2 separate regions of the Ovis aries genome follow, and region 1 is linked to region 2. Evidence: chromatin contacts called from public Hi-C data. All regions are on one chromosome and are shown on one strand. The core of a region is the stretch at or near the end of the contact, and the rest is flanking DNA. Distances in the headings are between cores, read along the strand shown.

Region 1 (3,227 bases), core at 102-2,601, 68 kb after region 2:
GGGGAGCCTGGTAGGCTACAGTCCATGGGGTCGCAAAGAGTCGGACACGACTGAGCGACTTCACCTTACCTTAGTAGTCATATGTCAAAACAACATTTAAGAGGAAAAATATTTTTCATTTTTATTTTTTCCTAACAGACTTATTGAGACACAATTCACATACCATACGATTTAAAGCAAATAATTTGATGGTTTTTAGTATAGTCATAGCTATGCATTTTCATCTTTCTCCATTTTTTTCTCTTTATTTTTTATTTATTTATTAATTTTTTTTTTTACTTTACAATACTGTATTGGTTTTGCCATACATTGACATGAATCTGTCAATTCATGATTCAATTCAGATTGGGGTATACATGAGTTCCCAATCCTGAATCCCCCTCCCATCACCCTCCCCATATCATCTCTCTGGGTCATACCAGTGCACCAGCCCCAAGCATCCAGTTTTAAATATAAGGAAACAAAGGCTTGCGACATTAAGGAAACTTGCTTAGAGACATTAAGGAAACATCAAAACTGCAGGTCTGGTGTAACAAAGTGCCTTTCAGGAGCTGAGATTCCAGTTCAGGCCTGGACTTCCTTCACCAGGTTAGACCAGCCTCTGTCTCTCTTTCTCTCTCTCTGGGAGCAGCCTGGTGTAGTAGTTAAACTAACAGGCTTAGACTTGGCTTCCAGGGTTTGTTTTGCTATCTAAAAGCTATGTGACATCTGGTAAAACTTCCTGGAGCCTTGGTTTCCTTATTTGAAAAATGTGGGCAATTCGATAAATGAGCGAGCTGACTCACCTGTAAGATGCCTTCTAGCTAGTCATTCCAAGGTTTAATGAGGGAAAAGAAAATTAAAAACAAATTCCCTATGCATTCAGTGCAATGAGAGGGATACGCATTCCCTGAAGACAGAGGCTCGCTCTCTTCCCTTGTACTCTGAGCACTTGGTCACAGGTCTCAGTTCTTCACTGATGTGTCTCAGACGGATGGAAAAGACAAATGAGTAAAATGACACAAAGACCGATAAGCGTTGAAGGAACTGGGGGTGGGGGGCACCGGGAGCAGCAGGCTCGGTCAGGGGGCGAGGGCTGGAGGGCGGTCTACCCAGAAACGGACAAAGGTCCCGTCAGTGTAAACATAGATGGGAGGGATCAGAGGCAGCTCTTCCCCAAGGCCAAGTTCAGCCGCTGTGTGAGGGCTAGAGGGGAGGAAGTCTGTGTTGGAGGCAAGGTCTTGAAAATAAATCTTCAGAGAAGAAATTGGTGACACTAATCCACGCGCGGCCCAGCTGCAGTCTCCGTCCCCTCCCACCACATCCACTCGTCCGCGCGACTTGGTATGCTCCGCCACCACAATAAGCCTCCTTCCTCTGGCGTGCTATTGGTACAGCCCAAGTTCTGAGGGTAGGAACGCACAGAAAGACACGCCCCTTGTCACGCCCGCTTTCTCTGATTGGCTAGAAAATTTAAAGATCCTGCAGGTGATAGGATGATTCTCTACTCCCAGAATTTGAAAGTTTCCAGTGTGCTGCTTATGCCTGCAGGCCGACTTTTCTTAACTGGTTCGTCCGAGTGCTGGGACAAGTGAGTGTCCACCTGATCCCAGACGTGGGAGGCAGAATGTTCTTCTTCAAGGGGTCCCTGCCGGGAGGGTGCATACGAATGAATCAGACGGCGCGTTGACTGGTTCCCGGAAGCCAGGGTCCCTCCGCTATTTCCGTAGCCAAATAATTTCTACTTCCACCCCACCTTAGAGATGGGAAGCACCAGAGCTTCCGAATCACACGATCCCTGACTCCTACCAGCCGTTGTGGTCTCTTTTAGTCTGTTTTCCACTTCTGTACATGGGAAAGAGTGACACTAGCTTGGCTGCATATAAACCAGTGAAGGTAGCTGGGAGAGGGAAGGCGCTGATAACATGTCAGTCCTGTTTACCTCCACAAGTGAGTCTCCTGCTTCCTTGCGGAGAGGACAGAAGATTCCCGTGCCCGCCCTGGGTCTCTTAAAAGCAAGCTTCTATTCTGTTCAGGGGCTCCCTTCTTCTGTGGCTCTTGTCGGACAGCAGAGGTTCCCAATCCTTAGTGCGCTTGACGTTGCCCATCCGCAGCTCTGGAAATTATTGTGTGGGAGAGAAATGTCTAGGAGAATTTCCTGTTTGCCCCAGGGTGCTTTTACAGTCTCCGTGACCTCTTTGTGTTACCAGTGACAGCCCTGGGACCCTTTGTGGCTTTGACTGGGCTCCCTATCCAGACTTCTGTACCACCTATGATGTCCCCTGAGTCCCTGTAACGCCTGTGCTCCTGTCTTTTTGCAGACCTGCAGAGGCGGCGGCGATGCTTTCGGGCGCCCAGGCAGCGGCCGCAGAATGCGAGGACGGAGAACTGCGGTGCCGTGTGGCTGTGGAGGAGCTGAGCCCCGGTGGGCAGCCGCGAAGGCGCCAGTCCCTACGCACGGCGGAGCTGAACCTGGGTCGTAACGAGCGCGGCGAGTTGATGCTGAGGTTGCAGGCGCCCGGGCCCGCTGGGCGGCCGCGCTGCTTCCCCGTGCGCGCCGCGCGCCTCTTCACCCGCTTCGCTGCAGCCGGGCGCAGCACTCTGCGGTTCCCCGCCGACAGCACTCCCCGGGCCAGCGCCGTCCAGCTGCTGCTCTCCGATTGCCCCCCGGACCGCCTGCGCCGCTTCCTGCATACGCTGCGCCTCAAGCTGGCTGTAGCCCCGGGTCCCGGGCCGGGCTCCGCCCGCACGCAGCTGCTTGGCCCGCGGCCCCGCGACTTCATCAGCATCAGCCCGGTGCAGCCCGAGGAGTTGCGGCGCGCGGCGGCCACCCGGGTCACGGATACCAGGCCGGTGAAGCGGCCCACGGAACCTCCGGCGGGAGCCAAGCCCCGCACCGTGAGGACAGGAAAACGGGGGTAGCCTTGGGGAGGGGGAGATGGAAGAGACCGAGGAAGCCCAAGTTTAGGGGGAAGATGGTGGTGGTATTTGAGATGGCTGCTGATTACTTCAGAGGAAATATTCATCAGGCTTCTGAGACTAACGGAAATATGGGAGTTGTGCGTGTGTTTCTCATAGTGCAATCCTTGAGACTGAGCAGTGAGAATAGGAAAAATGTGTTTAGGTCATGTTAAGAGAGAGCAGAGAAGGTGCTTCAGAAGAAATGTGGGAATGAGGTCCTCCTGGAGGAGGAGAGGAGGTTTTGGAGAGAATAAAGTGATCAGCTGTGTTAGGGGCAGCCCACAAGT
Region 2 (3,294 bases), core at 45-2,544:
CTAACAAAACAAAACAAAGATGCACATGACAAGCACAGAGTGGTAAAATATTGGCTGATTTTATGCCAGCACTTGGGAGCCGGGGGAGGCACTGGTCAGGGCATTACCCCTGTGAGGGCGGAGGGACCGAGAGTATCTGAAGGAGGGAGAGGAGGGGAGTAGCAAAAGGCCCTGGCCAAGTGGGGTGAGGAGTGGCCAGCGGGAGGTCCCACAGAGGGACCTGTACTGAGTGGGCAGTTTGTGGGTGGGAAGGAGCATTCCCCACTATAACTGCTCCCACGAAGAAGGGTGGGTGGAGGAGCAGGCGCACAGGGAAGGAGCTGCCCAGCCAGCGTGACCCTGGACAAGTCTCTCCCTGGCTCTCCATAAGGAAAGCAGCACGGATGGTCTTTGAGGTCTCTGCCCACAAAAGCATTAAGAAGGCATGAATAATCCATTATCCGAAAACATTGAATAATGACCCAAAGGGAGGAGCAGCTGGATATTTTTCAGGCCTCAACACCCTGCTAAACTCATAAACCTTGGACCCGCACCCACTCTTCCCAGCACTTGTGTACCCATGGCCACCCTTGTCCAGTCCCAGCTTTGCCTCTAGCTGTCTGACTCTGGGATAATCACTAAATCTGTTTCTTAACTAGTGGATGATACCTCATCTGTGAATAATACCTTTTTATAGGGCCATTTCAAAATGCCTAGAGCAGTCCCCCGCACCCAGGGAGTGACCCATTATGGTGGTGATTATTATCTTGCTCTCCACCTGCCATCTGGACCATCCCATCTTGTCATCCCTAGGAATGCAAATGCTGCTGCTGCTGCTGCTAAGTCGCTTCAGTCGTGTCCGACTGTGTGCGACCCCCATATACGGCAGCCCAACAGGCGCTAGTAAATAGTAAATCTAAGCTCCATTTTACAGAGGAGACAGTGAAGTTCAAGAAAGGTTAATGATTCGCCCAGAGACGCACTGCAAACAAGTATGAGTTCAGAGTGGAATCCAGCTAAGGCGCCTCACCCAGCGCTGGTCCCGGGCGGGGCAGCGACCACGATTGCTGATAAGGACAGAGGACGTCCTTCAGGTGGGTCCGCGGGGGTAATCCAACTCTAGGGGGCAGCTCTGTCGTCAGGAGAAAAGCGATCTGGGGGAAAACCTGAGGAAACAGCGCAAGCAAGCACCCCGGTGGGGAGGAAACGGACAAGAGCTATGGGGCGCGCGGGCGCCCTGCTTCCCCAAGCTGCACCTCCCCCCGGAACTCCTCCGGGAGTGGGAGGAGCCGGTTCTGCTCGACTGCAGTTCCCATTGTCGACAAGCAGGGGAGCCAGAGCCGGCAAAGAGCTGAGAGTGTAAGGAATCTGTTGCCATCACCAGATAGGGTGGTGGACACAGGCTGTAGTCTGAGCTGTGGTTGACTGTGTCCTCCGGTGAAGGAGGAGGCTCTCCCTGCTGTGTCTTCCACTCTGGATTTCCTGCTGCTCTCTTCTCTGAGGCTTTCCCCAAAATTGCCAGTGAAAGTCCTCGAATGCCAGGCTAAGAACTTGGGTGAGGGCGAGTTGTGGCAGGGATGTTAGTAATGTGGCGTTAACTTCCAGTTTAATTCCCACTCCCCTTATTTCCCGCTTCACCAGGGACCTCCCAGAGAACCTTGAGCCTTTCTAATCTTGAAGGAAAAGGTAGAAAGACTTTATTCATACAGAACATTTGGAAATTACTGTGGGAAATGGCAACCCACTCCAGGACTCTTGCCTGGAAAATTCCATGGACAGAGGAGCCTGGTGGGCTACAGTCCATGTGGTCGCAAAGAGCGGGACAAGGGATGTGGAGAAGGGGTGTGATAACCTGGCATTCCTGGGTGGGGAAATGGGACAGCTTCGGGTGTGAGCCCCAGAGCAGGAGCCAGGGCCAGCCTGCTGTAAAAGCCCAGTCCACCTGCACAGTGAGGTCTGGGTCCCAGGGCTCTGTAAGGAGGCCACCCAGGCCTGGACTGAGTCCAGGGATAGTGCCCACAGCCCAGGGCTCTGCCAGCCCAGTCAGTGTGGCCCCAGACCCAAAATGCTGCTCTTTCTTGCAGGTTCCCAGAGCCTATGGTCCAGTCTTTGGTGCCAGCTCTGGCTTTGATGGAAATAACTGTCCGCAGCTATCATTCTGCACCACGCTGCTATCCCCACTCCAATCCTGCCAGACAGCGAACCCTTGAAGACATGCATGGTGGCTAATTCAGCCCTGGTGTATTCATTTGAAAACGAGGCCTAATAATACTTGGCAAAACAATGCTCAAAAAATGTGCAAATAGTATGGAAGGTATGGAAACAAAAGCAGTGGAGGGGAAAATGGGACCAGATATTGAGGCAATTTGACAAGAGTTATCAGAATTTTTTAAAAGATACATATACTTTATGCTCGACAACTCCTCTAAGAATCTATACCATAGAAGTAATATAAGTGAGCGGGCAGAGATAAATGTGCAAGAGTGTCTGCTGTAGTGTTGTCTGTAATGATAGCAAAGAACTGGAACCAATCCAAGAGTCTATCAGTAGAGGATGGTGAGATAAATTGAGGTGCAATCATTCAATGCAATGCTGAGCAACTGTTAAAAAGAACTGAGTGTGTCTGTAAGTGCTGAGGTAGGAAGAATCTCTGAAAGATAGCAAGACGCAGAATAGGAAGTAGAGGATGAGTCCATCTTTCTTTTTTACAAACATTCTCCCACCCACTGCCTTCAAACCTTTGTTGACTCTTCTTTTCCTGTCCTAGGCTGGCAATCCAGCAGATCCTTTGCTATGCAGTCCCTTTAAGATATTAACCATCTGGCCCAACCCAACTGAAATTCCAAGCTCTTTCATCTCCAAAGTACATCTATCACAGGTACATACCAGGCTTGTCATTTTAACTCATTTATTTCTCACCACAGGTGTCTGAAGTAGGGACTCTGATTATCATTCCCGTTTTACACGTGAGGTCATTATGGTATAGAGAGATTAAACAATTTTCCTAAAGTCACGCAGATCATAAATGGCAGAGCCAGGGTCTATGGCTCCAAAATCTATGCTCTCAACTCTTCCGTTATGTCACCCGAGGCTCACAGGACCATAAATGATAATTTTTCTTGTCTCAGGGTATCAGCAGGCACAGTATATAACATTAATCAGGTATACTGCTACTGCTGCTGCTAAGTCGCCTCAGTCGTGTCTGATTCTGTGTGACCCCAGAGACGGCAGCCCACCAGGCTCCCCCGTCCCTGGGATTCTCCAGGCAAGAACACTGGAGTGGGTTGCCATTTCCTTCTCCAGTGCATGAAAGTG

What was found. Hi-C and Micro-C count contacts between places; a contact is called where the count stands out from the background.
Region 1: a Hi-C map of liver shows a contact between it and region 2, with 4 times the contacts expected there. The contact joins two enhancer-like sites. A contact is called at or near these places in 8 of 16 Hi-C or Micro-C datasets (blood, liver, mixed tissues and 2 more).

Annotation. Positions count from the first base shown.
Region 1 is chr7:43,520,895-43,524,121 of ARS-UI_Ramb_v3.0, forward strand. It overlaps LOC132660037 (a long non-coding RNA gene), which reads right to left. Exons shown (of 7, transcript XR_009601198.1): 6 at 786-3,227. Among named protein-coding and RNA genes, the nearest start is that of PLEKHO2, 14 kb to the left of the region's middle. Within about 2 kb of position 1,352, at least 34 of the 54 cell types and tissues checked have an H3K27ac peak or open chromatin away from gene starts, as enhancers often do. A contact at or near this core is called in liver and tail adipose tissue, where this site is marked.
Region 2 is chr7:43,452,952-43,456,245 of ARS-UI_Ramb_v3.0, forward strand. No RefSeq gene overlaps it. Among named protein-coding and RNA genes, the nearest start is that of PTGDR, 43 kb to the left of the region's middle. Within about 2 kb of position 1,295, at least 33 of the 54 cell types and tissues checked have an H3K27ac peak or open chromatin away from gene starts, as enhancers often do. A contact at or near this core is called in liver and tail adipose tissue, where this site is marked.